Linked DNA regions of Danio rerio: region 1 is linked to region 2. The links are chromatin contacts, called in public Micro-C maps. All regions are on one chromosome and are shown on one strand. The core of a region is the stretch at or near the end of the contact, and the rest is flanking DNA. Distances in the headings are between cores, read along the strand shown.

Region 1 (5,499 bases), core at 1,624-4,123, 45 kb after region 2:
CCGTCTCACCACAGTTGACCTTTTAAAGTCCTCCACTTCCAGCAGCCAATCAGAGCTTGGATCACTTTAGAATAGAAGCCTATGGAGTGAAAGAAAACAGCGCGAGAAAGTGGGATAAAGAAAAGGACACATGCAATGCACAACAAAAAATAAGTAAATAAACTTTAGTCATAACAGTAGATTGACCGAAATATAGTAACAGTATATAGTAACAGTAGCTACTATATTGCATTCCAAATATTACTAACTTCATACTGACATCATAATCCAGCGTTTGTGCATGTGAGTGTGTAAAACACATTTACACAGTAATATAACTTTGTCGAGGTTGCTTTTAGTTGACTTAGATTGCAAACAAAAGATAAAAAATGACCTCTACCTAAGATGCATTCCTAGGTGGGTAGCCATTAAGGCACGTCCGAATACAAGTTCCACTTCACTTCTTGATTCCTCTCTGCAGGCACAGGACGTCAACATGATGTCATACTGACGTTGTACCCCAACGTTGTGGGGATGTTCTATTTTGTTTGGAAATAAAAATCAGCTTGACGTCAGAACCATACGTCAGGCCAACATCAATGTCCAACCTAAAATTAACCAAATTTCATAGTCTAACCATGTTACACTTTGACTTTGTGTGAACGTTACCACTATGACATCTACAGTACAGTATAAGACGCTAGATTTTGGTCACTTTCCTACACAACCTAAAATCAACCAAATATCCACATAATTTTATGTCGTTATTGAACATCAAAATAATGTTGTCCTTAGACATTGAATTTTAGTCACCTGATGTCACAACCTAAATCTAACCTAATGTTAACGTCTTATGATGTTGTGTGCCTGCTAGGCTGAGAGAAGTTTCCTTTGCTGTCTTTGTTGTTCCACAACCCTGTGCTTGAATTTGTAAGCGTTTTAAAATGCCATCTGAAATTTGCAGTTGTGTATTGTTAAGCAAGTATTTATTTTGAGAAACTACTATTATAATCAGTTATTATTTATTTTAATAGTTAGCACTAGAGCAGGGGTGTCAAACTCAATTCCTGGAGGGCCGAAGCCCTGCACAGTTTAGTTCCAACCCTGCTCCAACACACCTACCTGTAGGTTTCAAACAAGTCTGAAGGACTCAGTTTGATCAGGTGTGTTTAATTAGGGTTGGAACTAAACTGTGCAGAGCTGCGGCCCTTTTGGAACTGAGTTTGACACCTGTGCACTAGAGCGTGCATTGTTCAAATCATTTGATTGATTTTCACTGATAAAATAATATTTTCTTTGTTGCCTTCTTAAAACTTTGCTGCAACAGAAGTGTTTATTTCTGCCTGTAAATTACTTTATAGTCATTATATTTCTGAAATGATCTCTTTAACACAGTAGTGAATTGCAGATTCTCTTGGGTATTGAATCAACTTGACCCTCCCAAGTGTCTTGTGATTGGCTGTTTGTTGCACGTGTCACATTTTTAGGCGCATTTGTTCCAGAGTTAATCACAAACTCTGGATTAAAGAGCTGACAGATAGTTTATGTCAAGCGCTTTGAAACCATTTCACCTTATCATATAACTACATTGGATTTATTTGGTTTAATCAACCCAAAACACAAACTGCAACCCGTAGTTGTTAAACTCATTTTGTGCAACAGGCCTTAGAGCTCTCTCTCTCTGTTTTGTTACACACAATTAAACCATTAAGCTGCATCAGAAGTTTTGTGAGTGAAACCAGTATTGTGCTTGGTTTCAGGTTAGATCCCTGCTTGACTAATTTTGTTGCATACCTGTTTCTTGTTTAACTCTTTATCTTGCATTTTAGGCTCTCCGTCTCATTGTTCTGTAGGTTATCTTTTTGGTTTTTGTTAAAGTTTAAAGCTGCAATCAGATCGCCTTTACCTTGTCTTTCCTGTACCGCACTGACAATTGTGTAATACATTTGCATATGTACTGCAAAGCGATAAGAGATTCTGAATCAGGTTGGTTTCGATGAGCTTTAAACTGGACAAACTGGCTTCTTTTTGGGACATAAAATGCAAAAGGGGGCTTTTATTGTTTTTTTTGGAAAACAATAACATGAAATCTGGAATGTTTAGTTTCATCGTAGTTTGACAAGAGCACAATCAAGAAAAAAAGCATAGCAGCTAGTTTTTGTTTGTAATGACCCGAACGTCTGTGATGTTTATTGCACGATGCCCAGTTTTTCCCTCTGTAGCCATTTACAAAGTCAACAAAGTGGATGAAGCCTGCTGTTTTAAGAGTTAAAATGTTAAACGAAGCCTCAAGAAAAAAAATAGGATCATCAATATTTACATACTAGAAAATGAAATACACCACAACCAGCACGTGAATGAAAGAACGCAAACCTTCTCTCGTGCTTTCATGCCATCCGTCTGCTGGAGAATTCCACATTAATAGGGTTTATTTATTTATAGCCCACGAAAATGAGCCTGCAGAATCCAATACTGCTTTATCAGAACGGGAATCGTCTGCATGCACAAAACACATGACACTCACCATGCAGAAAATTCCTGTTTCTATGTGTGTGTGTGTGTGTACTGGATGCTTCCATAAATAATATTATTATCTCGCCTTCTCGAGTTGATCGATCCTTTGATTAAATTACAACATATTCTAGTGGCGATTCCGGTGAAAAACGATCGACCTAAGGTGAAGGAGGATACAACCCTCAGACTAAACTTGTCTCCAGTGGGCACTAAATCTCCCAAAGTTTGAAAAACAGATCAATGGAATTCTAAGCCTTCGAGCAAGGAATGTTTGAAGGAAACACATTTTCTTATACGTGCACTTGCTCTCCTGGCTTGTCAATCAGGAAGCTGCAGGAGAACAGCGTGTACAGTGTAGCGGTTGAATGTAATGTACTGAATGTAATGAATGTAATGGACTATTCAATAGGGGGACATGCTGCCACTTTGGAAGCTGTCGCTGAATTGCCTATTATAGGCTTATCAACAAACGTGTAAAAGAGTTATGTAACACAAACTAGTTTAATCTCCCTGTCCTAGCTTGCTCTAACTTCCACTATTTTATTTTATTTTTTTCAGCAAGTCTGGCTCACCTTTTTCCAAGTGTTCATTTAGCAGTTGATCTTTTTAAATAAAAAAGAAACACTTTCCTTCATCCCTCTATTATAATTATAATAAAACGTTTATATGGCAGCATGAAGTTGTATTATACCGCCATTATATAATAATATAATTATTATAATAACTCTATAGATTTATTTTTTCAGAAACTTTTTGATGTATTGCTTTTTTTAAGGTTTGCAACCACTTACCTTAAAATATGTTGTAAGTCCAAAGAATCCTTTTTTTCAGTGTGCCTTTGTTATGATCACCATCAATCTAGCGACTGCGGATCACCGGGAAACACGCAGTTTGCTGGTGAACTACAAATCCACCACATTATGGACTACAGCATGCAGTCATGCACTGCACACACACACCGGTTCCTAATCCTGACTGATTGCTAACATACACAGCTGAAGCTGTTCAGAACTTATGACATGGACTTTACAAAGCAGCACTAACAAACACACACACACACACAAGTTGCTGAGTCTTGTTAGACGTAACTGAACATTGCATCGCGTTTCCCTTGCCTAGTCTGGCCGTGTACCAATCTTTACTTTGTTTTGTTTGCTTTTTTATGTCTGTTGCCTGCCTTTGACCAATTGCCTGCTTATTGTCTACGATTCTGGATTGCCTGTATACATCTATTTGCTCCTGTGTTGACTGTTGCTTGCCTGTAAATTCTCTGCATAATAAAACCTGCATTTAGATCTGCACATCCCTTGTCAGTGCCCATTCATAATCACAATATAGACTCTTTTATTTGTATGTTTCTTTTATAAAACAACTTTTAAATGACTAAATGTAAATGTAATATATCAAGGATAATATAAATAATACATCATGGATAATAAGACTTTGGTTAACAAAACCAAAGATCCATTATAATGATCGGTTTTCTTGAAATTGAGATTTATATGTCATTTAAAAGCTGATTTTATTTTTTATTGATGTATATAGTTTGTTAGGACAGAACAATATTTGACTACAATTGAGATTCAATTTAATTGCTTTGAGATACAACTAGTTGAAAATCTGAAATCTGAGGGTTCAAAAAAAAATTAAATATTGAGAAAATGGCAAAACATACTTGAAGAGCATGAATTATGTAGCGAATTATTTAAAGAATTATGTATGCAAAGCTACGTATGGCTGCATTTCGTCTTTAAAATGAACGCTACTGTGTGGACTTGAGACTCGAGGAATTGACGGCAATGAAGGGTTTCAATTCCAGCATAGTGACAGTTCGAGAAAGCAGTCAAAAACAAAGCCAAAAAATAAAAAAGACAAGTAAATAATAAGGAAAGCGTGGTTAGATCTAAAAACGTGATAAAAATCAGGTGGCCATTTTCTGTATTGCTTTTGACAACATTGTCAGTTGGGGTTAGGGAAGGGGGCCGGTCAGTCATTCGACAGAGGCCTCCAGTGGGCTTGCGCGAGAACAGCAGGTACAAATGGCACTCGCAAGAGAAATTTGATATCTCCAAATGTGTACACAGTGGCCTCTGGTGGATTTTGGCAAAAACTGCAAAAAAACAAAAAAACAAACATAGCTCCTAGGATGTATTTTTCATCTCCAGAAATGAATATATGTATTGTTAAAGTGTCTAAATTGAGTTCTTAGAGTTGCATAAAACTAATCAAAATGTAAGTTTTAATATACAGTATTTTTTTTAGCTTGAGTGTAATTTATTTATTTATTTATTTTTTAACTCAAGCTGAAAATTTGCATGACATTGTGTCCTAAGTACATGTGATGCAATGCTACGAATTGCAATAAACATTATCATTATCCCATGAGTTTTCATGATTGAGGTGGGGGAAATTTGCGTCTATTCATATGCTTTGCATTAACTTTGTATGCAGTACACTGTACCAAGTTTACTAACTAATTTATATATTAATCTATATCAAAGACATATTTAGTGTTATCTCAGCACTAGAAGGCAAGTTAAATGTTTTTATTTTTTTATTTTATTTTTTTTTACACTTTTTGTATATTTTGAAAGATTCATCATGGAAGATGCCAATACAAAGCATTTATTTCCAAGACTAAAGGAGACTAACTGGAATACAACACCGATACTCAGATACAAGATTGATAGCTAACTACAATAACAAAATGTGCAACTCTTACACAAACCTGCTGCACCTCATGCTTCTGTCACGTGGGACCAATCAAATCAGATCAAAGAGCCTGAGGTAATGCTTTGAAACCAGTAAAATTCAAGCAGTCTCTTGCAGGATAGCACATTGACAACTCTCACCATGCAACTAAAAAGCTGCCCAATTTTATTTTCCCCTGCACTGTAAAACCCAATAAGTTATGGTAACTTAATCCATTTGAGGAAACCGCTTGCAACAAACCATTCAAGTTCAAAAACGAGTCCTGATGAGTACTGTGAACTTAATTCATGTGAG
Region 2 (6,224 bases), core at 3,076-5,575:
CTTTCAAGCTAAAAATTACTTTATGTATATATATATTTATATATGTATGAACCACTGGTCTCATGGTTGTCACGATTATCAGTATTTTATATATTACTTCACAGCACAAGAATGCTTGTGTTAATGTCTAATTTGTAAATATATTTGTATATTATTTGTAATACACTTTTGTATTTTAGCACAAGCAGTCAGATATACGATTAATATGAACTCTACTTTAATAGAACAGCTTCAACATCATTACTCTAAGTGTTTATGTTTAAAGTTTCTCCTTCCCCAAACATTTCCCAATCTGTTTGTTAAATCTCTGATGTGTGTGTGTGTGTATGTTTGTGTGCACGCAGGGGCAAATTTGCAGTGGTAAAGAAGTGTGTGGAGAAAACTACCGGCAAGGAGCATGCAGCGAAGTTCCTGCGAAAGAGGAGGAAGGGTCAGGACTGCCGAGGCGATATCCTCAATGAAATCGCGGTTCTGGAGTCGGCAGAGGCCAATCCTTATGTGGTGGGGCTGCATGAGGTTTACGAGACCACCTCGGAGATCATCCTCGTCCTGGAGTGGTAAGATGCACATTTGGTTAGTTGTGTTGTGACCAGGGCTCTGATTTTTAAAATGTGCATAGAAACCTTCCTAAATGTGAACGTACACCAGAATTTATTTATTTATTTGGTATCGCTTTATTTTAATGGTCCCTTTAATGCTTTTTTTTTTTTTACTTAAGGTACATTGCGTCTACATGCCAACAAATTCTCATTAGATTATAAGTAGACTGTTAGGTTAGGGTTAGTGTAAGTTGACGTGTACTTCCAAAAGTGTCTTATAGTCAGTTAAATGTCTGTTGAAGGAGCAGATTCTGCAGATATTAAGCAGACAGACTACTAATACTCAAATGAGAAGTAATTGGCATGTTGTTGCAATGTAAATTTTGGTCAACAAAATCAATCAATATGTCAACCAGTCAATATTAACTTACAGCGGCGCACATTCGGCCATCAATTAAAAAAAAAAAACCTTGATCACAACTTTTGCCTGGGAAGTAGCGTACTCTCCACCCCTCTTTTGTGAGTACGCCACATTAATAAATGAGATCCCAGAGCTGGGTAAGTAACGTAATCCGTTACTTTATTCCAAAGTACAATTCATATGACAAAAATGGTAGTCTGTAGCAAAATAACATCTTTTTTTATATTCCATGTTTATCAGACCCCCTAGGTTTTCACGATTCCACGATCATGCAATATTTTAAACTCAAATTAATCGTGAAAAAACGTAAATAATCTTATAAAACATCCAATTCCAAACCATATAATCAAATTATATTTATTTCAGTTTGATTTGCAATTAGTAGTTTTATATGACTTGTAGACATTGCATACGCAGCGCACGTGATGTATTTGAGTGTCTCTCGCAAAAATTTCGTCTCACCTGCCCCCTCACTATTTGACCATTACGTGAGAGTGGTGGAAAATGTGTTGCAGCTTGTGCAGTAAGTAAATGCAGATGAAGCACGAGTGATTTACACTTCAAGTCAATGCAAAGATGCGATTAGACATCCTGTGGTGGAGATTGGCTGTTTTGATGCGCTTTATACTACAAAAGAAAGTTGGAGCAAACATCTAACCAACAGAGCAGTGGAACAGACAGAAAAGCGAGCAGCTTGCAATGATGGAGGTTGATTCAAGGATGACGGCCGATATAGTTACGATATATACGACCATTTAATATATATATATATATATATATATATATATATATATATATATATATATATATATATATATTATAGCAAAATTGATTAATATAATATATAATTCATTCATTCATTTTCTTTCGGTTTAGTCCTTTTATTCATCATCCCTTCTAGCTGCAACCCAGTACTGGAAAACGCCCGTACACTCACATTCACACACACACACTATGGCCAATTTAGTTTATTTAATTCACCTATAGCGCATGTCTTTGGACTGGGGGGAAACCCATGCGAACACGAAGAGAACATGCAAACTCCACACAGAAATGACAACTGATCCAGCCGGGACTCAAACTAGCGTTCTTTTTGCTGTGAGGCGACAGTACTAACCACTGGGCAACCGTGTCTCTTTTATTTTTATTTCATTGTTTATCACCAAGAAGAGCCTTGACTTTTTAATTGCGGTAAATGAACGGTTAATATTTCAAAAAATGTACCACTAATATATCTTTGTCATTGTTTCTAATAGTAACACTAAATATGTTACATCTCACGATTTTAAAACATTAACTTAAAATTAAGTCAATTTAGAAATCAAACTTTACATAATAGAAATCCGGCTTATTTTACTAATGTTTTTATCTAATAGTACATTACCTAAAAACAGCAAAGGTGCATAGGATCGTGTCAGAGAAAATCATCAAACATAAAGCATAAGGTTTATGTAAAAATATAAAAGTTATTTTGTGTAACCATGTAATCCAATTACTCTAATTACAAGTACTTGACTATTGGAATCTGATTACGTAATCCAGATTACATGTAACTCGTTACTTACTTGCCCTGCTCTGGTAGCAGCATGCCCTGACCCTGAAGTGTTTTATGATGACTTGGACGTTGCGCACTGTAATTTGGTTATTCAGTCCCCAGGGCTTTTGAAGATTAGAATTACAGGCCCAAAGAAATGGCACAGCGGGCAAATCAAAACAGGATTTTTTTTTCAGAACTCTTGCTTGTGTTTGCACTGCAGTTTGCATCTCTCTCAATACCTTTTGGGACGCCTAACCACAGACCACAGTTTGAACTAGTTCTCTTTTAACCCAGTATGTGAATGTTCCAGTACAATACACACACGCATGCACACACACAAAATTGAAGTAAGAAATGCATAAAGTCCCGAGTGAGAATGTGGTGTTCTAGGGTTTGCTTCTCGTGAAAGGTCAAATGCGAACGCTTCACAAAAAGAAGTGAGTGCAGCTTTTATTTTCTGACCACACAGCAGCTTTGCCAAAATCAAACTGTTTTTCATTGCCTTGTAATTTTCTGCTCAATTTTTCGAAATTGGAGAAGATGTTTAGTCAGACACCCAGACCTGACATTACTGAAGCTTCACAGCTTTAGGTTTAAAATTAAGGATCACTAATTTGGCTTATCAATGCTTTAGTTGATCCGAAAAAGTAAAGGTAATGACCTTATTCTTCTTGTACAAGCGTGTGCAGCTATTTGAAATTATTTTTTTTCCTGTGTCATTCACTTTTATTATTTTTTAGACGTTAAAACGACTCGTTATGCTGATTGATATTGCAAACTGATGTTTTCTGCTTGTATTCTACTTTGTCTTTATAGTCATGAACAAACTTGTTTGCAGAAAACTACTTGTTCCTAGTCGTTTTTTTCCATAGGCAACTGAATCAGAAGTTCTAAAATCATTGCAAAAACGAGCACACTTCAGCATTGAAGAATAAGGTCAATAGATAATTTACTTTCTATTTTTGTTAACATATTCTGCATGGTAAAAACACTATATACATAAACATTTTTTATTTATTTATTTGAAACTAAAGACTTTCACTGTAAGACCAAAAAAATGCAAAACAGTTTGATTCTTGGTCTCTTTTAAAGGGAAACAGCTCACCCGAATCTTGAAAACAAACAAAGATTTTTTTGTAAAATGTTGAAAAACAGTAACCATTGGCCTCCATTTGTATTCGTTTCCTATTATGAAAGTTAATTACAGGTTTTTAACATTCTTCAAAATATCTTATGTTCAACAGAATTAAAAAGCCCATAAAGGTTTGCAACCACTAAATGCTGAGTAAATGTTCATTTTTGGGTGAAATGTCTCTTTTAAAGTTCTAATTTCTATTAAATTTTTCATAATGTGCAAAATAAAAACAGGACTAAATGTTCTTTTTTTATTTTTATTTTATTTTTTAGCTAATTATTTATTTAACTCACCATTTGTGAGAAAATAGCTTACTAGATATTGTCAGCAGAAGTGCAATCACACTATTCTTGCTCTTCCAGTAACACAGTTGCTGATAAACGTCACTAAAGAGGAGGAAATGACAGGTCATTAAGTTTTAAATGCTTTTCATAATCAGTGTATCTGTCATTCAAATCTCCCTTATTTTTCCCCCCTTCATTTCTTGAATGCATTTCATGTGTTTTTCCTCCTGAAATCAGCTTCACATCAGCAACCTGTTATTGCAGACTGTGTGTGGATCAGACAGGCAGGATGCTGATGAGTTGAATGACGGAGGTTTTGAGAACAGGTTGATTACATCTGCTTCTGTTTCTCAAAGGTAGCTAGCCACAAAAATAAAAAAAAATGCTCCACCAATGAACCACATCCTCTGAAAAGACAGCTGTGTGTCAGACTGTCAAAGCACGCACATTGGTATGTGTGCAAGCAACTGGTGTCAGTAGATTTACCTTATAAGGAAGCCAACGCTTGTTTTTCGTTTTGCAAGCTCAGCCCCATCAGTCAAGGTCTTGATCTGTTTACATGCATATATATGTTTAAATAAACATTAGAATTAGTTGTTTTTATGTATATTAATCCTATTTTTCAAATATAAAAGAAAAATTGTTTAAAATGTGGAAGTTTCAGCTCTATTTTTCTCTATTTAGCATGTTTACATCTTCACTGTCTGAACAATGTGTCTGGTTTGGTAGGTAATAATGCATACACTTACTTTTACTCCAATTATCTGTTGTTAGTTAAATCCCTAAACTTGACATTGGCAGGTTTAGCAGTAAAACCAGTTTAAACCCCAGAGACAGACAGAAAGAGACGCTTTAATTTCCATTTCCTGTGGCTTTTCTTCTAAAAGCAGAGCCGCGACACGCTTGCATGTGCAACGCACCACATCCTCTGTTGTCAGAAACGAACCCAATTCTTGCCATTCTTTGCTGTCTTAAAGTTTAAACCCAAGCTATTGTAAGACTAAGAATAAGAAAGGTCATAATTACTTTTACCAAACATACACGGACACCCCACACAAATTTGTGGTGAAATGTCCGCAATGACTCTCTTACATAAACACACTAGCCGCTGCTTTTTCTAGGGACACACATCTATGTTTTTGGTGGAGTAAATTTATTTTAGGATTTTTTTTTTTTTTTTTGGCTGCATGAGGGATTAAATTGGGACAAATCAAGTTACAGACCAGTTAAATAGTTAGTTCACCCCCAAAATAAGTTGCGAGATGTTCAAAGTCCAGAAAAGCATCTAAAAACATTGTCATTACCGTCCATGAGACTTTGTAGATCAACTGCAATCATATGAAGCTTCAAGAACATTTTTATGCACCAAAGAAAAAAAAATACTATTAAAAATAAATGACTTTGTTCACTGATGTTTGACGTCAGGCCTGTAGCAAATGCACACCCTGGTCTGACATGTACGAAAACGATAGTTTAAAAAAACAAATATATAATTATATACGTTTTAAGTTGTTGCATTTGTGTTCTTGGAGCATTTTGTACAATTGTATTTATAAACTTTTGTCGCACAAGTGTTTTTGGAGCTTTGTTGATTACAGTTGAACCACTGAAGTCAGATGTAATATTTTGACTTTTTGGACTGTGGATTTAGTGCTAGCAAAATAAACATGGCTTATATAGACTTTTTAATAGACGTTAAGTATCTAAGAGCTAATATGCCCAACTAGTACTCCAATTAGTCTAACCCACTGTATATGAAAATGTTATGACCATTCTAAAAAGCATTATTTGACTAACTTTTAACATTTGTCTAAGCTGTATAAGCAGTCAGCCACAGAATTGAATGGAGACCAAAGGAAGTGGTCTCTTTGTTTGGATCCTGAAAAACCAGCAACCACCATGGCAGAGTTTATCTGATGCAGTCTTTCTCAAAACATTAAAAAAATTAGTCAAGTTACTGCACTGATCTGTTTTTCATTCTTTAAATGAAATGAAATGAAACGAAGCCCTCCTTTTCTCTGAGTATGACATTTATCTCTCTAGATAAGCTCTTATGTAAGTCTGCCACAAGTCTTCATCTTCATTATCTGCTTTGTTTTTCCCCATCTGCTTGATCAAAGTCTCTAAATTAGGCTGTTCAGTGGTGCTTTAAGTCCTTTTGACTGATGCAGATGAACAGTGTCTAACTGCTTTTAGTTCAGCCCATTTAAATCCTCCCCCCAAAAATCCAGAAAAACAAGACATCTGGCACCTGTAGAGTCTTTGACAGCTCACTCTTATTAGAGACAGTTCAGAGTACAACGCTTCA

The links. A called contact is a pair of places that touch in the nucleus more often than the background predicts.
Region 1: a contact with region 2 is called in a Micro-C map of caudal fin, with 2.1 times the contacts expected there. The contact joins two enhancer-like sites. A contact is called at or near these places in 2 of 18 Hi-C or Micro-C datasets (caudal fin and an unstated tissue).

What each region holds. Positions count from the first base shown.
Region 1 is chr3:15,574,873-15,580,371 of GRCz12tu, forward strand. No RefSeq gene overlaps it. Among named protein-coding and RNA genes, the nearest start is that of atp6v0a1a, 19 kb to the right of the region's middle. Within about 2 kb of position 2,874, at least 4 of the 62 cell types and tissues checked have an H3K27ac peak or open chromatin away from gene starts, as enhancers often do. A contact at or near this core is called in caudal fin, where this site is marked.
Region 2 is chr3:15,528,571-15,534,794 of GRCz12tu, forward strand. It overlaps stk17al (serine/threonine kinase 17a like), which reads left to right. Exons shown (of 8, transcript NM_001077729.1): 3 at 345-557. Among named protein-coding and RNA genes, the nearest start is that of stk17al, 16 kb to the left of the region's middle. Within about 2 kb of position 4,326, at least 11 of the 62 cell types and tissues checked have an H3K27ac peak or open chromatin away from gene starts, as enhancers often do. A contact at or near this core is called in caudal fin, where this site is marked.